2 separate regions of the Oryctolagus cuniculus genome follow, and region 2 is linked to region 1. A link is a contact called in public Micro-C data. All regions are on one chromosome and are shown on one strand. The core of a region is the stretch at or near the end of the contact, and the rest is flanking DNA. Distances in the headings are between cores, read along the strand shown. Region 1 holds the start of SNRPA1 (small nuclear ribonucleoprotein polypeptide A'). Region 2 holds the start of TM2D3 (TM2 domain containing 3).

Region 1 (5,009 bases), core at 752-3,251:
ACCCTGCGGACAGAAGGGCGGGGCGGGAGAGGCATGAACAGGACCCGAAGGGCCCTCGGGCCGCCGGCGGTGTCCAGCACCCACACCTGCCAGTGAGGAACACTGCGCGCACCCACCGCACACGAGAGCGGGCGGTCTCGAGTCCCCGGCGCCGCGAGGCTCGGCTCCAGCTGCGGACGCGCGAGGCTGACGGCAAGGACGTGCGTGAGGGGCGCCTGACGAGGCTCCGAAGAACGCTGGCGGGGCCGCCCAACGGTTCGCCTTCCGCTGCAGTAGGCCCAGGCCCTACTGTCAACGGTCCCCAACCTCTCCCACAGGCTCCCCGGACACGCTCGTGACGTCACCACAGTCCACATGCTCCCGGGGACGCTCATGACGCCACCAGAGCCCACATGCTCCCGGGGACGCTCATGACGTCACCAGTCTACAGGCTCCCCGGGACGCTCATGACGTCACCAGAGTCCACAGGCTCTCCGGACACCCTCATGACGCCACTACAGCCCTTAGGCTCCCGGGACGCGCTCATGCCGTCACCACAGCCCTTTATTTCACCTCCCCAGCGCCAATCCAGACCTGAAGGCGACGCCCTGTGAACAATTCGCCCGAAAGCCCACCGCTCTAACCGGGGCCTACTGCTGCGCTCGGTGCCCAGCGGAGGAGGGAAGGGCCGCGGCCAGGCCGTTTCCAATCCAGAGCTGCTCAGCACGGCGCGCCCACCAGACCTGGGAGCGGCCCAAGGGGCGGCTTGCTCTCGGACCGAGCCTTTCGCTACAAAATAGCAGCTCCGGGGCTTCCCCCGAAGGTCAGCGGGGAGTCCAGGCCGCGAGCACAGCCAACGGGCGCCCGCGGGCAACCTCCGGCCAGCGCCGCAGTCTCACCCCCGGGAAGCCGAGTCCGGGGCCCCCGCCCCCCATCCCCGGGAAGCCGAGTCCGGGGCCCCCGCCCCCAGAGCCCGGCCCCCGCCTCCCATCCCCGGGAAGCCGAGTCCGGGGCCCCCGCCCCCAGAGCCCGGCCCCCATCCCCTGGAAGCCGAGTCCGGGGCCCCCGTCCCCAGAGCCCGGCCCCCGCCTCCCATCCCCGGGAAGCCGAGTCCGGGCCGACGCCCCCAGAGCCCGGGAAGCCGAGCCCGGAGCCCCCGCCCCCAGAGCCCGGCCCCCATCCCCGGGAAGCAGAGTCCGGGCCCCCGCCCCCAGAGCCCGGAGCCCCCGCCCCCAGAGCCCGGCCCCCGCCTCCCATCCCCGGGAAGCCGAGTCTGAGGCCCCCGCCTCCCATCCCCGGGAAGCCGAGTCCGGGGCCCCCGCCCCCCATCCCCGGGAAGCCGAGTCCGGGGCCCCCGCCCCCAGAGCCCGGCCCCGCCCCGGGAAACCGAGCCCGGCCCCCATCCCCGGGAAGCAGAGTCTAGGCCGACGCCCCCAGAGCCCGACCTCATCCCCGGGAAGTCGAGTCCGGGGCCCCCGCCCCCCATCCCCGGGAAGCCGAGTCCGGGCCGACGCCCCCAGAGCCCGGCCCCCATCCCCGGGAAGCCGAGCCCGGCCCCCATCCCCGGGAAGCCGAGTCCGGGCCGACGCCTCTAGAGCGCCCCACGCGCCCAGGCTCGGCGAGACGGCTCCACCTCAAGGCCGCTTCCCGGAAGGGAACGATCGGGTGAGAAACCATCGGGGCCCCGCCTCCTCCCGCCCGGATCCCAGCCCAGCAGCTCCCGCCCGCCGGGGCCGCCTTCCCGCCCGCCGGGGCCGCCTTCCCGCCCGCGAGGCCCGCGCGACGCTACGCGCCGGGCCGGAAGCCAGCTCGAGGCTCCGCCGGCGGGACGGCCGCGAGGCCGCGGCGCGCGCCCCCCGCACTCACCGCGGAGGTCCAGCTCGCGGTCCCGCACGGCGTTGGTGTACTGCGCCGCCTGCTCGATCAGCTCCGCCGTCAGCTTCACCATGCTGCCGCCGCCAGCCGCCCCGCGCCGCCGCCGCCCCCGCCTGCCGCTGCCGCCGCGCGCGGAGCACACGTCCCGGCATGCCCCGCGCCGCCGCCAGGCCGCACCAATCGCAGATCGACCGCCAGCCCGAAGCAATCGAAGAGCCACGCCTCCCCGGGAGGTCGTCTCGGCCGGCGCTCCGTGCTGGCGTTGGGGACGGGCCGGGCGCGGGGTTCTCCGCCCGGGGCTTTCTGGAGTCGGGTCGGGTGGGGTGGGGTGGGGGTGGGGGGCCCCGCTTCTAGACGTCTGGGTCCGAAAGTTAGGAAAACCGGGGGAAGAGCCCCGCGGACCTCTCTCACACTAGGGCATCGCGCAGTGGGAGCGAGGGTGTGCGTGGCCGCTTGGCGCCGGCGGGGCCGGCCCCGGGAGTCAAGCCCGGGTCTGGTGGGGTTGCGGTAGGCCCGCGGGGGTCTCCCGACCTTGAGAGACTGGAAGCGTGCGTCCTGCAGCCTGCCCCGTGACGCGCGTGGCCGCCGCCGCCCTCTCCCCGCAGGCTCGGCCCGCGCCTGCAGCTCTAGATATTTGTAGTTTTTTGGATGGTACTGTAAAGGCCATTTACAGAAATTCCATTTTTAACTAACTTTTTTTTATATATATAAAAAGATTTATTTATTTGAGAGAGTCACCGAGACAGCATGAGACCTCCCATCCACTGGGTCACTCCCCAAGTGTCGGCAACGGCTGGGGCTGGTCCCATCGGAGCCAGGAGCTCCATCCAGGTCTCCCACGCGGGTGCAGGGGCCCAGGCACTGGGCCATCTTCCACTGCTTTCCCAGGCCAGAGCAGAGAGCTGGGTCGGAAGTGGAGCAGCCGGGGCTTCAGACAGCGGCTCTACCTGCTACGCCACAGTGCCAGACCCTATCTTTTTGTTCGTTTTGTTAAGATTTATTTATTTGAAAGGGAGAGACAGAGAAGGAGAGAATCTTCCATCCACTGATTCACTCCCCAAATGGCCAGAACGGCTGGGGATGGCCCAGGCCCGAGCCAGGAGCCAGGAGCTTCTTCCAGGACTCCCCCACTGGTGCAGGGAACAAGCTCTTGGCCCATCCTCTGCTGCTCTCCCAGGTGCGTTAGCAGGGAGCTGGATCGGAAGTGGAGCAGCTGGGACTCCAACCAGAGCCCACATGGGATGCAGGCGGCAGTGAAACCCACGGGACACAGCCAGCCCCTTGTATTTTACTTGCTCTTTCTTTGGCTTTTTCTTTTTGGATCCCTGTTCACACTGGCTGGGACCTGCAGCACGGCATGGAGCAGTGGTGACAGTGGACCCTCTTTGGCAGGCACCGTTTCTCAGCCAACCAAGGGGAAAGGCCCTAATCAGGCGATCGAGGGTAATGTCGCCAGGCACAGAACAAAACACAGTCGGGTAGCCCCTGCTAGGATGCCGTGAGGAGGACACAGCCACTTCCTGTGAGATTCCTGAGTCGAAACACAAGGGAACCTGACAAATCCGAATGGAGGGACTGCCCGCACACCTGGCCCCTAGCCTTGGACGCCTCCAGGTGGTGGGAGTCAAGGATCAGCGAGGGAAGGACCTTAAAGGTTCAGGGTGACTCAGTGCAACGTGTTTCCTCCCCGCAGCGTTGGCAGGGAATCACTGGGCCAAGGGTGGATGGCGGGAACACCATCTGATGGTGTCGGGGACCTTTATTTATAGGAAGCGCCCACTGAGTGTTCAGGCTCATGGGGTGTCATGTCAATGATATCGACTCAAACTGTTCAGGAAAAAGAATGTGTGCTATACTTGCAATCTTTTTATAATCTTGACTTGTGATTGTTAAAAAAAAAATAGTTCAGAGTATCCAAACTTCACTTCTAGAAAGAACCGCCAGATGGCGCTGCAGGCCACAGAGCTATTTTATTTAGCTTTTCCCCTGGTGGGTTATTTCACGTGTCTCCCTTGCTTCAGCACCCTGACAGGGGCTGAAATGAAACCATGGGTGGTTTTGTTCAGTTTGGGTATCTCTTATGAAGTTGCAAACTGAATTTTTCTTTCTGATCCATTTCTTCTGGCCAGTTTCTCAGCCTCAGCAGACTGGCGTTCCAGGCCGTCGCGTGCGTCAGCAGCAGTCTGGGAGGACAAGGATGCACATATGGGGGCCACGGGGAGGTGCCAAAGCCTCTGGGGACAAGGTCAGAAAAGCATCACCCTCTGGAACTAAAGCCAGTTTAACAGGAACACATGGTGGCTGCCACTGGCCCCGTGCAGAACCGGCTCCTGTAGCAAGCCCAGGAGGGGAGCAACCTGGCCTGTGTAGCCCAAGGCAAGCCGCGGGGCCTCCGTGAGCCAGGGTCCTGTCTGGGAAGGAATAGATCTAGGTGGTGCCCGGTCCTGACCCTTAAAATCCGTAGGCACACGCTGCCCAGCCGAGCCCTATCCCTGCCAGTCACAACAGCCCCTGTCTGTGGTCAGTCCGTCTAAACAAGGGGGTGTCCACTGTTTGGGCTTTGAGGGCAGTCATTCAGCCCAGGGCAGATTGGTCCAGCCATGGCGAAACGTTGCTCCCGAGATGGCCGTCTGGGGGCTTCTTGTAGTTGTTGCCATCTGGGACAAAAGGGGAGGTCACGTCTGACTCAGCGCCACACATGCTGGGCTGCGAGCACTCAGGGGGCAAAGCGCTCCTGTTTATCCTCGTCCGGGTCTTAGATGGTGAAGTGGTGCCCTGTGCTGGGGTCCTTAACAAGCTGCTGGGCTTTATTTCATCAGTCTCCTGGGGGAGGCTGACCCCTTCTGGCTGTTGCTCTGTCTGGGCTGCGGCACCCCGGACATGCTCACTCTCCCCTCCCTGCTCACGGTGCTGCTGGTAGACGGCTGGTGGGGCATCCGCTGACCTCTCTGCTGGTGCAGGCGTCCCTGCAGCCACATTCGGCTGCACAAGCCCAGCTACGGCGCCAGGGGAGCACCGACACAGGCAGGCTAACCGGAGTTAGCCCCGGGGGGAAGAAAGCAAGGCACAGCCAGAGCCATGAGGTCGGTGCAAGGGGTGAGGCTGGTGCCAGTTCCATGCGGGAGAGTGGTGGTCTTGTCACTCGTGTCATCACC
Region 2 (5,009 bases), core at 1,246-3,745, 290 kb after region 1:
TTCACTGACGGGCACCGAGAGGCCAGGAAGAAGCAGAACGCGGCCCCCGAGCCCGGCCTGCTGCTTCCTACGTCTAACGCGCTGTCTTGCTTCTGAGTTCCACATCTCCCCGGCATCTCAGGGGAACCGCCTGACATGAAAGCCCCAAGCCCCCGTGCCAGCGGTGCCCCTGCACTGGGCTGCCTACTGGTCCACCAAGTGCCTGTGGAGGCGCACCGACGGCCGAGCTGCAGAGCGCCAGGGGAGACGCCGGAGGAGGGCTGCAAGGCAGAGGGGCTCCCCGCAGCAGCACGGGCAGGGTCGGCGAACCTGGATTTGATTCCTGATGTGCAGCTCAGTGACCTTCAACAGAGGCACATCTGCTTCTACCTGGAATCCACTGTAGACAAGACGGGGCACCAGGCAGCCACCCGGCACTGCAGCGGTTACTGAACCCATCTTCTCTGCAGAGGACGGAGCCCTTCGAACGCTCAGCCTTGGTAAAAAGACACTCCCAGGCCCCTGCACACGTCGAGGAGCCCGACACCCACCAGCAGGACCCACACCTGCCCCAGATCCGCCAGCAGGCTGAATGCAGGCACCCAGTGCGGGGGCACCGCTGGCACGGGGGGCTGGGGCGCTCCTCCAACCCTAAAGCAACACTCTGGTCATGCACACTCCAGCGGAAACAACAGATCACAGTTACCGGGTAACTGCAACAGCAGCAATCTGACACGGAGAGGAACGCAGGGCTTTAAATTTCATTTCTATTTATATATTTCTCAGAGCAGTTAAAAATACAGGCGTGGGCACTGTGGCACAGCAGGTTAAAGCCACCACTTGGGATGCCTGCATTCCATACTGGAGGCAGCAGAGGATGGCCCAAGTGCCTGGGTTCCCGCCTCCCATGTGGGAGGCCTAGAGGGAGCCCCTGGCTCCTGACTGCAGCCTTGCCTAGCTCTGGCTGTGGCGGGCATTTGGGGAACGCGCCAGCGGTGGATGGAAGATCCATCTCTCCTCTCTCCCTGCAGAAGTCTACACTGCACTTTGAAGATGAGGCTTCCGGCACACAGACCGCTGAGAGTAAGCTGCAGCACTTACGACACAGGTCACAGACGGCTTCACGGCACAGTCGAAAGTGGCAGGCTTCCCGTAGACGCAGGAGAAGTTGGTGGCGCAGTCTATGCAGTCCGCAGGGAGTCTGCTGCACAGACCGTTGCTAGGACACTTGGTCACGTAGGGTGGGATTTCGGTAGTCTCTGTGAGAGGCGACAGGAAGCTCACTCTCTCCCCAACAGGCGCACGGGACCCCGAGAGGCACGGGGCTCGGTGCGGTTCTGCCGCTCCTGCCTCGCAAGAGGCACACACACGAAAGGGTCTCACGTACACACAACGTACAGAAAATGCCAGGCAGGGTCAGGGGCGCGAAAAAACATCTCCCACTTTATAAGATGAAAAACTAACGCTGAGAGATGTAGGACCTGGGAAAATCAGCCGTGGCCAAAGTGGAACCAGCTATTCTTGAGAGCGACTTTGGGAAACAGGATTTCTTGTGCTTTCTCTAAAAAAAAAAATACTCTGCGTTTTAGACGCGAGCACAGTGTTGTTGCTGACACTGCAGCACCGCCACCCGGGTCATTTCACGGAGACCACGGGGCCGGGCGGGGACGGGCCCGCAGAGCCCAGGGCTGCCCGCTCAGCCCCGGGTGCTCACGCCGCCGTGCGCGCAGGTTCCTCCCCTACCCGACTCCAGGTCCCCGCAGGCCCTGCGCGGTCCTCCCACGTCACACAGCCCGCGGAGGGTGGCGTGCGGGGCTCGCGCGCAACCTCGGGGGCCGGGCGACGGGATGGAGGGCGCGGGGAACGAGGACGGGAGAGAGAGAGACGAGGAGCGTGAGCCCGCGGCCACGGCAGCCAAACGAGCGACGACGACGACGACACGAGCAAGGAAGCGTGGGTACCTGGCGCCCTGGGGGCCGCGGTGAACGCACGCGTGGGGGCCGCATCCTTCACCGGCTGCGCCAGCGGCTGCGAGTGCTCTAAACGCAAAGACACCGCGGTCAGAGACGGGGCCGCACCCGGGCCCGCGCGGGCACACGCGGGACGCCCCAGGCCACCGACCCGCGCGGCCGCAGCGCCGGCTGCGGGCACCCAGGGACCGAGCGCGGCCTCGGGATCCGGTTCCGCGCTCGCCATCGCAGAGCGCTGGGGCGAGCCCGGGAGCGGCGGCCCGGACGCGCCAGACCCCGGCTGCAGCGGCAGCGACCGCGCCGCCTCCGTCTCGGCCCGGCAGCTTCCCGCAGCTCCCGGGGCACCACTTGCCTCGCGCCCTCCTCGGTGCGGGCCCCGGCCTCTCACTCACCACCGCCAGACAGAACGCAGAACTGAGAGAGGAAGAGCAGCAAGCGCCACAGGCGGCCGAGGCCCAGCAGCGCGCCCGCTGCGGCCGCCATCTTGCGGATGCCCGCGCACTTCCGGGCCGGGGGCGGGGCTCCGCGAGGGCGGCCCGGGGCGCCGGCGGCGCGTGCGCACTGTGGCACTGCTCTGAGGGCCGGTGCGCGCCTGCGCGGCTCCCTGCTCGGGCCGGGGTTCCTCTCCGGCTGTGCACCTGCCCGGCTGTCCCCGGGAGGGAGCGGATAGCGGGCCTCTCTCCGCGCCGCTTTCCACTGCACCCCGGGGCCGCAGTGCGCAGCGAGCTGCCAGGAAGCAGGGGCGGCCGACTTGGGAAGCACGCGGGGCGGTGCGGGGTCCCTGGCGACGCCGTCCCCCTAAAACATCCGCATCCGCGGGTGGGCGGCCCGGGAGTGGCCGGGAGGCACGGGAGCCCTGATGGGGTCTGCTCAGCGAACCGAGCCCGCGAGTTCACCGCAGCCTGCACCTCGCGCCAGCGCTGCTGGCTGCCTCACTGCCCACATCCCGCAGGACGCGGGAAAGGTTTCTTTAGGCCTGTTTCAATCCTACAACACCTGGCCGAAAAACCAAAACCACCACCAGTAAACGCTAAATGTCCCTTGATGGATCGCTAATCTCTAGTGCTATAAATTTTAGTTCAGTTCTGAGCAGTCAGGGCCTCCTTCCGGTTAAAATCTGAAATCCACGCGCCTGCGGGGTCGGTGCGACACAGCCCATCCGAGCTGGGGAAGCACGCACGGCGGGCGCCCGCGATGCACTTGATTTGGGGATTTATCTTTTCTAACGGTGAACAGAGCAATCAGGAATTGGAAGCACTAGAACTGCCACTTGTGAGCGACAGTGTAAACAGAGTCCACAACACTGGGTTCTCTGTCAGTAATCCGGTGTGGAGTACCGGCCGCTGCTTCCACAATGACTTCAGTTCTAGAGAGAAAGTTTCACCGGGCCCTTTAGGAAAAACAGTCGTAAAAACACCTGAGACATGATATCACTGGAAAATAAGATTCCCCACATGCAGGAAGCTCTGCAGACTTTTATTAGACGGCTGTCTTTGAAAACCACACATCTCAGCAATGCATTTCACAATCCTCATTCCCTAGTTCTTTCAGTGAATAACACTTCTGCACTTAAGACTTTCAACACACCGCCTACTTCAAGATTTCCCAGGTGTGCCCTTTGGTGTCGTCCGGGCACAGCAGTGAGCTTAGCTCGGGACACAGCAGCTGCCCATCTGCTCCTCCCTTCTCAACGGCGGCCATTGGGGGACCCAGCAGCCGCCCAGGGTTCTCGGACGCGCACTGACAGCCCAGCTGGTGAGGGGAGACATCTCAGGGAGGAAACAAAGCCACACCGAAGCCAGGACGAGGGGCGAACTTCAGAACTCCTCCTCAGCATTCAGTGTGCGGCATTTCTTGAGATTCTTCAACTTTTCAATGGCAGAAATGACTGAAATTTCCCCATGAATTTTGTTGTCTCTTGTTCGAACGTTTACAGCATTATTCGCCATTTCCTTTTCTCCAACCACTGCAGAAAAGGAAAACAAACATGAAGTCAACACCCACGTGACACATCCTGAGCTTTTCCTCAGTGTTCATCACTGAACGCTCAATATAATGACCATCAGGTTCCTCCTCCGGTGGCGAGTTTCCTGAGGAGGGAGACTCGTAAACCTGTCCCGTGGATGTGAGAGCAGGACTGTGGTCTCGGGGCACAGATGGAAGCAGGGACTCTCTCAGACCGACCCTGACTCCACCCCAAGTACCTGATGCTGAGGGGTGGACAAGCAGGCCCATGCTGGCCAGCAGAGTCCTCTGCACTGGGGTAACACCTTGTCCTCTCTAGTGACCTATACCGAGACGGTGCAAGAACTGGCAGCCATGTGGAAGGAAGAAATTGGTCACAGGAAAGCAGAATAAAGTAGAGGTTGACAGAGCAGAGCAAGACACCAGAAATGCGGAGGAAGGATCCTGGCGAGGGTTAAGCTCCTGGTCCCCCTTCTCATGGTGTGGCCGTTTAATTCCACCTTTCATGTCACCGGAGGGCCCAGTGCCTGTCCAATCAGTCCCCGCTGTGTCTGAGCCAATCTGAGGTTTCTGTCACCAAAAGCAGCCTGATTGAAATACCACAAGTGACTACAGAGTCAAACCGTGCTAATGGAAAGCTGCCAAGACAGCCCTGGGTTTGGTTTGCTTGCTACAGACTTCTGCAGCTTACGTGAGACATCATTACAATGCCTGCGGGCATGTCAGTATCAGTTTCTCTTGGTTTCAGAATCACTTTTTAAGACAGAATTCTCCATTCTGCATCCAAATTATCCATGTGCCTCAGGGACATTGTATTTTTTCATCTGAATCATTTTCTTATGATCATTTTACATTTGGAATCCTTCCCATCCATTAGGTTAACCCCAAAGGTTTCTAATAAACCAGGAAAGCAAGAGAGTATTGAAGGCCTGCCACGTGCTGGAAGGTGAGTCAATTCTTGTGATGAGATCACTTTCCCATTATTCTCCTTGCTGGTCTGATACACTATTGCTAGTAATACTAGAGTTCTTGATACTTTGTAACTCTCCTTCCGGCAAGTAACAGGGTGCCTACGAACAGCGACCCCAGGAACAC

What was found. A called contact is a pair of places that touch in the nucleus more often than the background predicts.
Region 2: a contact with region 1 is called in a Micro-C map of ear pinna, with 4 times the contacts expected there. The contact joins the promoter of TM2D3 here to the promoter of SNRPA1 in region 1. A contact is called at or near these places in 3 of 6 Hi-C or Micro-C datasets (ear pinna, psoas muscle and an unstated tissue).

What each region holds. Positions count from the first base shown.
Region 1 is chr12:10,491,274-10,496,282 of mOryCun1.1, forward strand. SNRPA1 (small nuclear ribonucleoprotein polypeptide A') reads right to left here and starts at 2,002. Exons shown (of 9, transcript XM_070053320.1): 1 at 1,846-2,002; 2 at 1-3. The coding sequence starts at 1,927. LOC138844530 (a long non-coding RNA gene) reads left to right here and starts at 2,894. Exons shown (of 3, transcript XR_011380437.1): 1 at 2,894-3,031; 2 at 3,206-3,297; 3 at 3,984-4,017.
Region 2 is chr12:10,783,482-10,788,490 of mOryCun1.1, forward strand. It overlaps TM2D3 (TM2 domain containing 3), which reads right to left and starts at 2,496. Exons shown (of 7, transcript XR_007910364.2): 1 at 2,342-2,496; 2 at 1,941-2,018; 3 at 1,081-1,238. TARS3 (threonyl-tRNA synthetase 3) reads right to left here. Exons shown (of 19, transcript XM_051822271.2): 19 at 3,405-3,915. The coding sequence ends at 3,767.